Linked DNA regions of Mus musculus: region 2 is linked to region 1. A link is a contact called in public ChIA-PET data. All regions are on one chromosome and are shown on one strand. Each heading gives the region's core, a stretch centred on a gene start, on an enhancer-like site or on the middle of the called end of the contact. The rest is flanking DNA. Distances are from core to core; before and after follow the strand shown. Region 1 holds the start of Taf5 (TATA-box binding protein associated factor 5). Region 2 has its middle 21 kb from the start of Trim8.

The links. ChIA-PET counts read pairs in DNA pulled down with a chosen protein or histone mark.
Region 2: an RNA polymerase II ChIA-PET map of memory CD8 T cells shows a contact between it and region 1, with 8 read pairs. The contact joins the enhancer-like site here to the promoter of Taf5 in region 1. A contact is called at or near these places in 1 of 39 promoter capture datasets (hippocampal neurons), 4 of 115 datasets of contacts at active chromatin or transcription factors (bone marrow-derived macrophages, effector CD8 T cells, memory CD8 T cells and 1 more) and 2 of 9 other capture datasets (adipose tissue and embryonic stem cells).

The regions. Positions count from the first base shown.
Region 1 is chr19:47,064,468-47,069,317 of GRCm38.p6, reverse strand. Taf5 (TATA-box binding protein associated factor 5) reads right to left here and starts at 1,570. Exons shown (of 11, transcript NM_177342.3): 1 at 992-1,570. The coding sequence starts at 1,553.
Region 2 is chr19:46,520,100-46,525,151 of GRCm38.p6, reverse strand. No RefSeq gene overlaps it. Among named protein-coding and RNA genes, the nearest start is that of Trim8, 21 kb to the right of the region's middle. Within about 2 kb of position 2,466, at least 206 of the 459 cell types and tissues checked have an H3K27ac peak or open chromatin away from gene starts, as enhancers often do. A contact at or near this core is called in adipose tissue, bone marrow-derived macrophages, memory CD8 T cells and 1 more, where this site is marked.

The sequences.
Region 1 (4,850 bases), core at 321-2,820:
TATTAAAGACAAGTTTCAGGTAGCTGGGACTCTCCTTCCACCGTGTCGGTTCTGAGGACCCAACTCAGGGGATCATACATGGCAGCAAGCGTCTTCATCCGAAAGTGTTTTACGATATGGATTTGTGACAAGTTTCTGGGAGAAACGTGGACATGGGTTGTCAGTAACTGGAGTCAGGAACTAAACTTTCAGAACTAGGCACATTACTCATTACATCTTAGACTCGTAATAACTTACTTAGTAAAAAGGCAAAATAAAATAAAATAACCCCCCCAAAAAAAAACCTTTAACTGACATCACACAAGAAAAAGCAACAGAGACAAAAAGGTCTGCCCCACTCCTGCCCGTAGACTTAAGAGTTTTCAAAAGCTCTGCAAGGCAGATTCCCAGACTCTGCCCTTACAGAGTTTAATAAGCCTTAAGTGATGCTCAGAAATCCTCTAAAACACTTAACACCAGCGGTTCTCAGCCCACATTCTAAGAAACACTTACAACCTCCACTCTGGAGGTGTTATCCAAAGCAAGCCCTTCCGGCTTTGCTCAAAAAGTCCGTTGTCTCGTCTCAAAAGGAGAGATGAGAACTATACAGTTGTGAAAAATCAAGACACGGAAAGTACCTGCTGTACAATAGTAGTATGGGAATGTGACAGTACGATACTCGTGTTCACGCGAACCCAATCCTAGGTTCCTAAGTCTAAGTAAGAGCAGAAACCCCGAAACCCCTAAGGTTCCCCTCTTCTGTCAATCCCCGGTCCCTGGCGCCTCCCTCGACTCCACAGCCCTGCTGCTCAGCCTCTGGCTGGAACTGACAGCTCAGAAGAGGGTTTGACTGCGCAGCCGGCGCAGGAGCGAAAGGGGCGGGCGTGTGGCCCTAGAGGCGGGCCCAGGAAATTCAAAACAAGCCCGCAGAGGTGCAGGCCCGCCAGCCCTCGCCTTCCCGGCTAGCTCCCCTTCCAGCCGGCGCTCCTCAGCCCGGGAGCCCGAGACTCACCCTTTCCCGGAGCCGCAGGACCTGAGGCTGAACCCGAGAACACCGAGGTCACCGAGGCGCCCGTCCCCGGAGGCTCGGGGGCCGCAGAGCCGGGAACTGAAGCGGTGACCCGGCTGAGAAGCGCGCTGGCCGCCTCCGCGCCGGCCCCGTCCAACTCTCCCGGAGCTCCGGAGCCCGCCACCGCCTCCTCCAGCAGCCGGGCCTCCCGGCGCAGCGCCTCTTCGGCCTCGCGGAGGTTGCTCTGCCGGAGGAATTGCAGCACGGCCAGGAGGGTCTGTCGGTCGTGGGGAGCGCCGGCCTCCGCCGGAGCGGCGGGCACCGGGGCCGCCCCCGCCGGGGCAGCGGCGGAGACAGCCACCCCAGGCTTGGGGGTCCCGCCGTCCCCGCCGGCCGCCGCTGCCACTGCCACATTCCCGCCGCCGCCGCCGTTGGGGCCGTTGTTGGGAGTGCCGCCGCTCCCCTCGCCTGCGCCGTCGCCAGCCTGCGGAGGTAGCAGCGTCGGCGGTCCCTCAGGCTCTAGCTTGACCGCCACCTCCGTCTGCTCCTCCGCCAGCGCCGCCATCTTGCGGCTGAGCCACCTCGCGCCGTCAAGCGTGACTGCGTTTTCGCCACATGGAGGGCGGGGGTAGGGCGTTTCACGACAGCCGGGGCAGGCCATTTACGGCAGTGGGAGGAGCTAGCGAGGAGAAAAGGCACGAGAAAGAGCTACTTTCAAAACCGAGCGAAAGGCAGGCAGGAAGTGGGAGTTGCTTACCGTCAGTCTCTATTGCATTTGCCTGCTAATTACCGTTTATTGCATTCAGGCGATGAGATAGCCGTTTTATATTATACGAGCTCTTTTAATTCAACAAGTTTAAAGGTGCTAATCCCTGGAGTCTTTACAGACGGCTTAACCAGAATCCAAAGAGGTTAAATACCATGCTAAAATCACACGCGAAGAAAACGATTCACGCCCAGGTATTTAATTCAAAAGCACATAGCATTTATCAGAAAGAGGCCTCCTAGTTACTGGAAAGGCTCTCTGATGCTGTGGGCTGAGCAGTGGTTACTTTTTCAGTTTTTCTTTCTTTCTTTTTTTTTTTTTTTTTTTGGTTTGGTTTGTTTTTTCGAGACAGGGTTTCTCTATAGAGCCCTGGCTGTTCTGGAACTCACTTTGTAGACCAGGCTGGCCTCGAACTCAGAAATCCGCTGAGTGCTGCGATTAAAGGCGTGCGCCACCACGCCCGGCTCTTTTTCACTTTTTATTCCTGTAAAAATCTAGCTTTGTGAACTTTACAGTATATGTTATATCGTTTATTTTTTTTAAAAAAGCCTTTAAGCTGGATGTAGTTTCTAAAAATAAATTTAAGCCGAAGATAGAGGTCACAGGATCGCCTCAGCAAGTTCTAGATCAGTCAGGGCTACACTGTCTCCGGAGACCTTGTCTCCAACAAGAACAAGAACAACAAAACCAAAACCAACAACAAAATCAACTATAAAGTTAAAGAGAAAAAAAAGTTAATTTCTTCTCATTCCTTGTTACCAAATAAACCATTTCTGTCCTAAGGAAAAAATTTTTTTTCCTTTTTAAAGAAAAGATTAAGGCAGGGTCTTATGCACGCAGGCTGGCCTTGAACCTGCTGTGAAGTTAAGGGGGACCTTGAATTTCTGGTCCTCCTGCCTTCACCTTCCAAGTGTAGGGGTCCAGCTAAAAAGTTTTTATATAGACGTTTTTATGACTAAAATGTTTCTACTGTGTATTAATTACCCATTGTTACTATTTTGTTGTTGTTTGGGGCAGTACTAGGAAGTGAACCTCACCCTGCCTCTTGAATCCTAGGCAGTGTTCTGCTGCTGGGCTACAACAGCAGCCCTTACTTGGAAGGAGATGGGAAGAAGGTGTCTGACTTGGGGAAGTATGGCCACCTTTGTCCTCTCTACGCGGGTCTCTGAGAGTCCAGCGTCCACGTTGTGCTTTAGCTGAGGCTAATGACTTCAAGTACAGTGTTTCCTGTTTCACCAGAAGAAATAAAGTCACTGGGTGCCTAGGAGACCCTTTTGTTATCTTGTTTCTGTCTTCTTCCTTTCTGCTCCCTGCTCCCAGGGTCCTTAATCATTCAGATTCTGCGTCAGTCTGGGTCTTTGAAGGGCGCCCACTCCTTCTCTCCAGCTCTTGCCCTTCTGATTTCCTTTCATTTCACAGGTTACTGTTTCATTCTGACATTTTTTTTTTAAGATTTATTTATCATGTATACAATGTTCTGCCTGCATGTATGCCTGCACACCAGAAGGGGGCACCAGACCTCATTATAGATGGTTGTGAGCCATCATGTGGTTGCTGGAGATTGAACTCGGGACCTCTGCAACAGCAGCCAATGCTCCTAACCTCTGAGCCATCTCTGCAGTCCTCATTCTGACATTTTTTTTTCTGTAGTTCTTCATACTTAGTAAGCATGTTTACAAATGTTTCTTCTTTGTCCTGCTCCCCCTTGTAGGAAAGTGCCAGTGTACAGTTTTGTCTTCGAGGTCAGTTGGCAGAGAGTTCCTCTACCATCCTTTTCCCTCTCTACCTGTTTTTTTTTTTTCAGTACAATAATACATTTTTAGCCTACAGCTATACCGCTACATTTATTTAGTTTATTTTCTTCAACTGTTGTATTTTTCATAGTATTTTGATTCTATTCTTTGTTGCTATTTTTCCTGAAACCCAACTAGAGGATTTTATTCTCTGTAGATATTTGATAGTGTGTGCAATATTTCTCAAGGATGCTTTTGGCGTCTAAAATTCAGAAATGCTGTTAGACTTACTAAAATGAACAGGACAATATTTCCTCAAAAAACAAGCTGTTTCTTTTCATAGCCTAAAATTATTCAATCCAGAATGTTAGTGTTGCCAAGGCAGCAACACTACCCTGATGTAACTTTATGAACAAATAGTTTGGGTGTTTAGTTTTGTAGGGTCTTTCTTCTCTTTTCTTTTCTTTTCTTTTCTTTTCTTTTCTTTTCTTTCTTTGGCAGACTCTCACTGTGTAGCCTAAACTGGTCTGTGATTCACCATCTTCCTACCTCACCTCACTAGCGCTTAGAACTATTACAGCTATAAGCTGCCACTCTTTTTTTTTTTTTTTTTTTTTTTTGTTAAAAGATTTACTTATTTATTATATGTAAGTACACTGTAGCTGTCTTCACACACTCCAGAAGAGGGCGTCAGATCTTGTTACAGATGGTTGTGAGCCACCATGTGGTTGCTGGGATTTGAACTCTGGACCTTCGGAAGAACAGTCAGGTGCTCTTACCCACTGAGCCATCTCACCAGCCCCTAAGCTGCCACTCTTAGCCAATATGAACTGTTCTCTAATATGGGTTTGGGGGCCTAGAGAAATGGCTCAGTGGTTAAGAACACTAGTGACTCTTACAGTGGACCCAGGTTCAATTCCCAGCACCCACATGACAGCTCAGAACTGTCTGTTTGAGGAGATATGACACCCTCAGAGATGTACATAGAGGCAAAATACTGATACACATAAAATATCTTAAACTAAATAAATATAGGTTTGGAGCCCACTGCTACCATGTGTGGTCCACCCCCATCAGGAGAGAAGGATAATGGAAGAGAGATGAGAGAGAAAGAGGAGTGGAGTCGCTATGAAGAGAGGAGGAACTGGGGAAGAATAGCCTGATGTGAGAGTAGCCTGAGGCATGGTGAAGCTTTGCCCCATGCTGCCACTGACGGCCACATCTGGATCCATCCATGGCCATGACTTAGTGGGGAGGGGAGGTGTCTGTGGATGTCTGTGGGTCATATTACTACCAAAGGCCATGCAGATGTCTTTTGGTCTGGGCTGCTGCTTGAGACCCTGTTGACGTCCAAGGGCTGTGT
Region 2 (5,052 bases), core at 1,217-3,716, 550 kb after region 1:
CCCAGGAAACGTGCTCCCAACAAGGAGTGAGTGTGGAGCACCCAGGAGCCGGAGCCCGCATGCAGCTTGGGCTCCTGCTGGCTCCTCGTTTGGAAGCCCTGGCTCTCCATCAGGACCATCAGTGGCTAGGAGCACCTGGAGGACAGGCCTCCAAGGCACAGTAAGGTGGGCCAGGGATGACCTCACTCGGCCTTTGGACCTTCCCCTAGCTGCTGCTCCCAAGGCCACCAGCACAGGGCGCCAAACAGGAACCAGCCCCACCCTTAAAAACAAAAGAAAGCAGCTGGGCTCAGCTGGGAGCGGGTTCTGGGCTAAGTCTGTTGCTTCCAGTCTGAACCAGAGATTGGCCAAGTTTGATCTAGGTCATTGGAGCAGCAGTCCTGACCGTCCACTCTGACTTCCCGAAGGGAGGGGAGGAAAAAGAGCGGCTTGCAGGACAGACACGCCCCCTCCACACACCCACAGCTTCTGCCTGCTGAGCAGTCTTGAAAACTAGAGCCCAAAGAGGCCTGTCATCTGTCTCCATTTTCCTCCTTCGGACCCACATTGGACAGACTTCACACACTGGCTAGCATATCCTGGCCTTTTCTTTCAGTCAGGTATCCATGTGTAGGGCACAAACTTCACATTCATCCTTAGGAATGGCTTATCTGTGTCACTAGCTCCTCCCCGCCTGCTTTCCCCATCCCATCTCCGTACACTCTTCAGAGCCCACCAGCCTCCCTCCCTGTCTTACTTGCACCAAAAGGTCAGAATCAGGGAAGAACAACAGTCCCCACATCAGCCCCCATACACAGAACGTGGCTGATCTGGGGCTTTCCAGTCCGATGGGCTGGGACTTCCCTTAAGCTCCCAGATGACAGAGCTAAAGCAGTTTCCCTGCCACAGATGGCTTTTTGGAAAAGAGGGGATCATCTTTGGTTGCCACCAGTAGCCCATCCTGAAGCCAGAAGACTGACTTAATCCAGCCCGACTCTTCCCCTCAATACACCGAGCCCCCGAGATAGATTTCATCCTGACTCGCTCTCGGCCTCTCTCCACCCTAAGACCTGCAAGAACTAGCAGGGCAGTGAGTTGGGCAGAGAGAGAGTGGGAGGGAGCAGGATTCATTCCGCGGCTGGGATATGCTGATCCAGGCAGGAGGCGGGGCCTGCACAGCTGCAGGCAGCCCCCCTGCCCTGAGCCCGTGAATGGGCATGCACCCTCCCGCCTGCCTGAACTGCTCCTGAAACAGTTGGTCCTAATGAACACTGCGCAGGCAGGGCAGCTGTGGGCATTATCCATATGCATGGGAGGTGTATATTTATCCTCACATCCCACTCCACTCTGCAGCTGCCGCCATCTCCTGTGCCAGGAGAGTGAGCGGGTACCAGGGCCCAGGCTGCTCTTCCCACCCCCACCCCACGTCCTAGCCTTCCCTGGCTAACCCACACCACAGCCTCCACTTGACCCATTTAGAGGCAGAAGTGCGTGTGTGTGTGTGTGTGTGTGTGTGTGTGCGCGCGCGTTTGTACGCACTCAAATGTGTGAGTGTATTTGAGAGCGAGTGTAAGACAGTGCGCACACATCCAGTTGGCGCTTTTGATTTCCTCTGAAGCCTCTTGATTGCAGGCACACAATGGCATCTTGCTGCCTGCCCTGCTCCCTCAGCAGCCTGGGGTTCTGTGCTGCCTCCTCCCTAGAGCTGAGATTTTTCTGCTGACTCTGGGCACAGGGTTGACAAACCAGGAAGAGAAGCCTGAACTAGGCTCCCACCCTTGACCCTGGTCCTTTCTAAGCCCCCATATCCACAGTGGCTTGTATTCCTTATCTCTCCCCACATTCTCTCCTGCTTCTGGCCCCTCCTCCCTGTGGAGGTCAGAGCTATTGTGCAAAAAGGCAGTCCCCTGCCTGAAACCTGCTTTCCAGGTTTCTAGGGCTCTCAAGCTCAAAACAAATCCTCCTCCTCCCCCTCCTCCTCCTCTTCCTTCACCCCCCTTCTTCCTTTTCTCTTCCTCTTCCTTTTCCCTTCCTCTTCCTCTTCCTCCTTCTCTTTTCAAACAGAGTCTCTATATAGCCACTGGATCACCACATGGACCCTACATTCTATTTATTATATGTAACTACACTGTAGCTGTCTTCAGACACTCCAGAAGAGTCAGATCTCCTTACGGATGGTTGTGAGCCACCATGTGGTTGCTGGGATTTGAACTCCTGACCTTCAGAAGAGCAGTCGGGTGCTCTTACCCACTGAGCCATCTCACCAGCCCGGACCCTACATTCTAAATGAGCTCTCCTCCTTGCCCTCCGCTAGAACTCCCACACCTGCTCCAAGAGTGAACGTCTCTCTCCTTTGTGCCTCTCTGTTTTATCTCTCCTTTGGGACATGATTAAGCGCCGCCTGCGTAGAAGCTGAGGGCTACCACTGCTTAGGTTAGGAACTTGGTTCTCCTGCCCTTATTCATTGAGCAAGTATCTCCGGAGCAGAAGCAAAACTCTTACAGTGGCCTCAAGTTCCCTCACTGTCTGGATGACCTCATCGTTCACTACCCTGTTCCTCCCTCACTCTTTCCAACCACATTCACCCCCTGACTCTTCCTGAAATGAACTTCTGCCGGAAAGCTGCGAGCTCATTTCTCCCGCCCGCCCTGCTTGCTATTGCTTCAAATAGCTCCGGATTTGACCCTCACATGCATACATTCTTGAAGTTTTCTTTCTTCCTTCCTTTCATTCTTTTTCTCTTTCCTTCCTTCTTTCTTTCTCTCTTCCTCTCTCTCTCTCTCTCTCTCTCTCTCTCTCTCTCTCTCTCTCTCTCTCTTTCTTTCTTTTTGACAGTGTTTTCTCTGCTTAGCCCTGACTGTCCTATCCTAGAACTTGCTCTGTAGACCAGGCTGGCCTCAAAATCAGAGGTCTGCCTGCCTCTTCCTCCCAAGTGCTGGCATTGAAAGTGTGTGCTACTATCACCCCAGTATTTTTGAAGTTTTCTGCTCAGTAGAGCCTACCTACCTAGCTCCCTGTATAAGAACCTACAGACCACCCCCCTCCTTCTCATAGCCCCACCCCCTAACTCACTTTCATTTTCCTTGGTGGTATTTGCTGCTAACCCATGATTACTTATTTACTGTTGTCATCTGCCTCTTCCTCATTAGATTATCAGCTCTAAGATGGGCAGAGGTCATGTTCAGTGGCATTCTAACACTGGAGTGATGCCCAAGACCAAAAGGATCTCAGTGGATATTTGCTGCCTGAATGAATGAATGAATGAATGGCACAGTGCTAGACTCTGAACCATCAAAGATGACTAATATTGCATGTTTTCACAGGGAGTCATATCCTAGCTGGAAATGTAAGCCCTAAAGTTTGTACCCTGACATTTAAGCCACAATTAGATTTTTTTTTTTTTTCAAGATAGGGTTTCTGTGTAGTTCTGGCTATCCTGGAACATACTCTGTAGCCCAGACTGGCCTCAAACTCACAGAGATCCTCCTGCCTCCTGAGTACTGGGACTAAAGGTGTGCACCACTACCACCGGCTTTTTCTTTGTCTTTTTCTTCTTTAACTTGTGTATAAGTATGAGCAGAGTCTCTGGCCTGGAGCTAGAGTCACAGAGACGATATGCTCTGAATCCTGGGGCCAGTTCTCTAGCCCTGTGAATCACAGTTAGACTGTGAAGGAAGGCAACAGCATGCACAGGAAATGAACCTTTGACCTACAAAGAAGGAAGGGTCTGAAGCCCAAAGCCACTGGGACCTGGGACCATGTGGACTGTTGGTAGACTGATCCTAAGTATATGGTTTAGTGGGTAAAACCTGGAGTGCCACAGCTGGCAGGGAGGGTTCACTGGTAGATCCCTATTAGGCTACAAGCTGTCCATTTGCATCCATGCCTCCTCCTGTATGATGCCCTGCAGCAGGGACGCATATGGACAGTGTTTGATACCAACATCCAACTGACAAACAGGACATCCATATGTCACATGACTCCCCGCCATTTTGTTCCCCTAGGTAGACCAGAAATCCACATGACTTTTTTTTTTTTTTTTTTTTGGTTTTTTGAGACAGGGTTTCTCTGTGTAGCCCTGGCTGTCCTGGAACTCACTCTGTAGACCAGGCTGGCCTTGAACTCAGAAATCTGCCTGCCTCTGCCTCCTGAGTGCTGGGATTAAAGGCATGCGCCACCACCGCCCGGTTTCCACATCACTCTTAACACAAGGCCCTTCACAAACTGTCCCCTTATTCTAGTTCTGACATGTGATGTGAGATGGTGCCTGTCACCCCTCACCTCCATTCTATAAACGACACATCATCCCACATACCACCCCTGTGTTACCTCAATGTAAATAATGAAAAGTAACTCGGGGCACAGAGCAGATGGGTTCCTTTTCAAGGAAGACCCAATTACTGAAGATCTAACTCGAGAAGTCATAAATAGCCGAGTTTGCTGCAGTTGAGAGAAATTAAGCACACAGCAATTAAAGAAAACTGGTCTCCTGTGGAGGGGATAGGCAAAGGCCCTCAGTGCAGAACTCTGAGGTAAGTCCACAGTCCACTGTATGGCCAGAAGCAGCCCTGGGCCTTCTTGGGTGGGTCCAGTCACCAGATGTGTATTTTCACTGTGGGAGAGATAGATGTCTTCCACATGGAAGACGGTTGCCAGCCATCTGCCAGGGTGAGTTCCTCAAGACTACTGGAACCCATCTTGCTGTGATCTTACAGTGTTTAGGATTCCGTGTGGTGGAATTCATCCTGCCCTGAAGGAGAAGGCTTTGGGGAGCAGGTGGAAAAGAGAGAGAAAAACATAAGGAAGATGTGAGTGCTGTCTGCTCTCTCTCAGGCCAGGCCTCTCTGGCTTGCTCTCCTCCCTTCTCACCTTTCAACCTCAACTGCCTCTACTCTACAGTACTTCCTGGTGTGTTCCCCATTGCCCCTTGCCTCCAAAAAAATTCTAGAACGACGGCTCTTTAAAGAGCCTGGATTCAAGGCCTTTACCTTGACATTTCTGTTCAGAGTAGAAGGCACAGGGGGCAGCTTACCCTCTTAACTTTAAGGAGCTGGCTCCAGCCCTGTGAGGTCA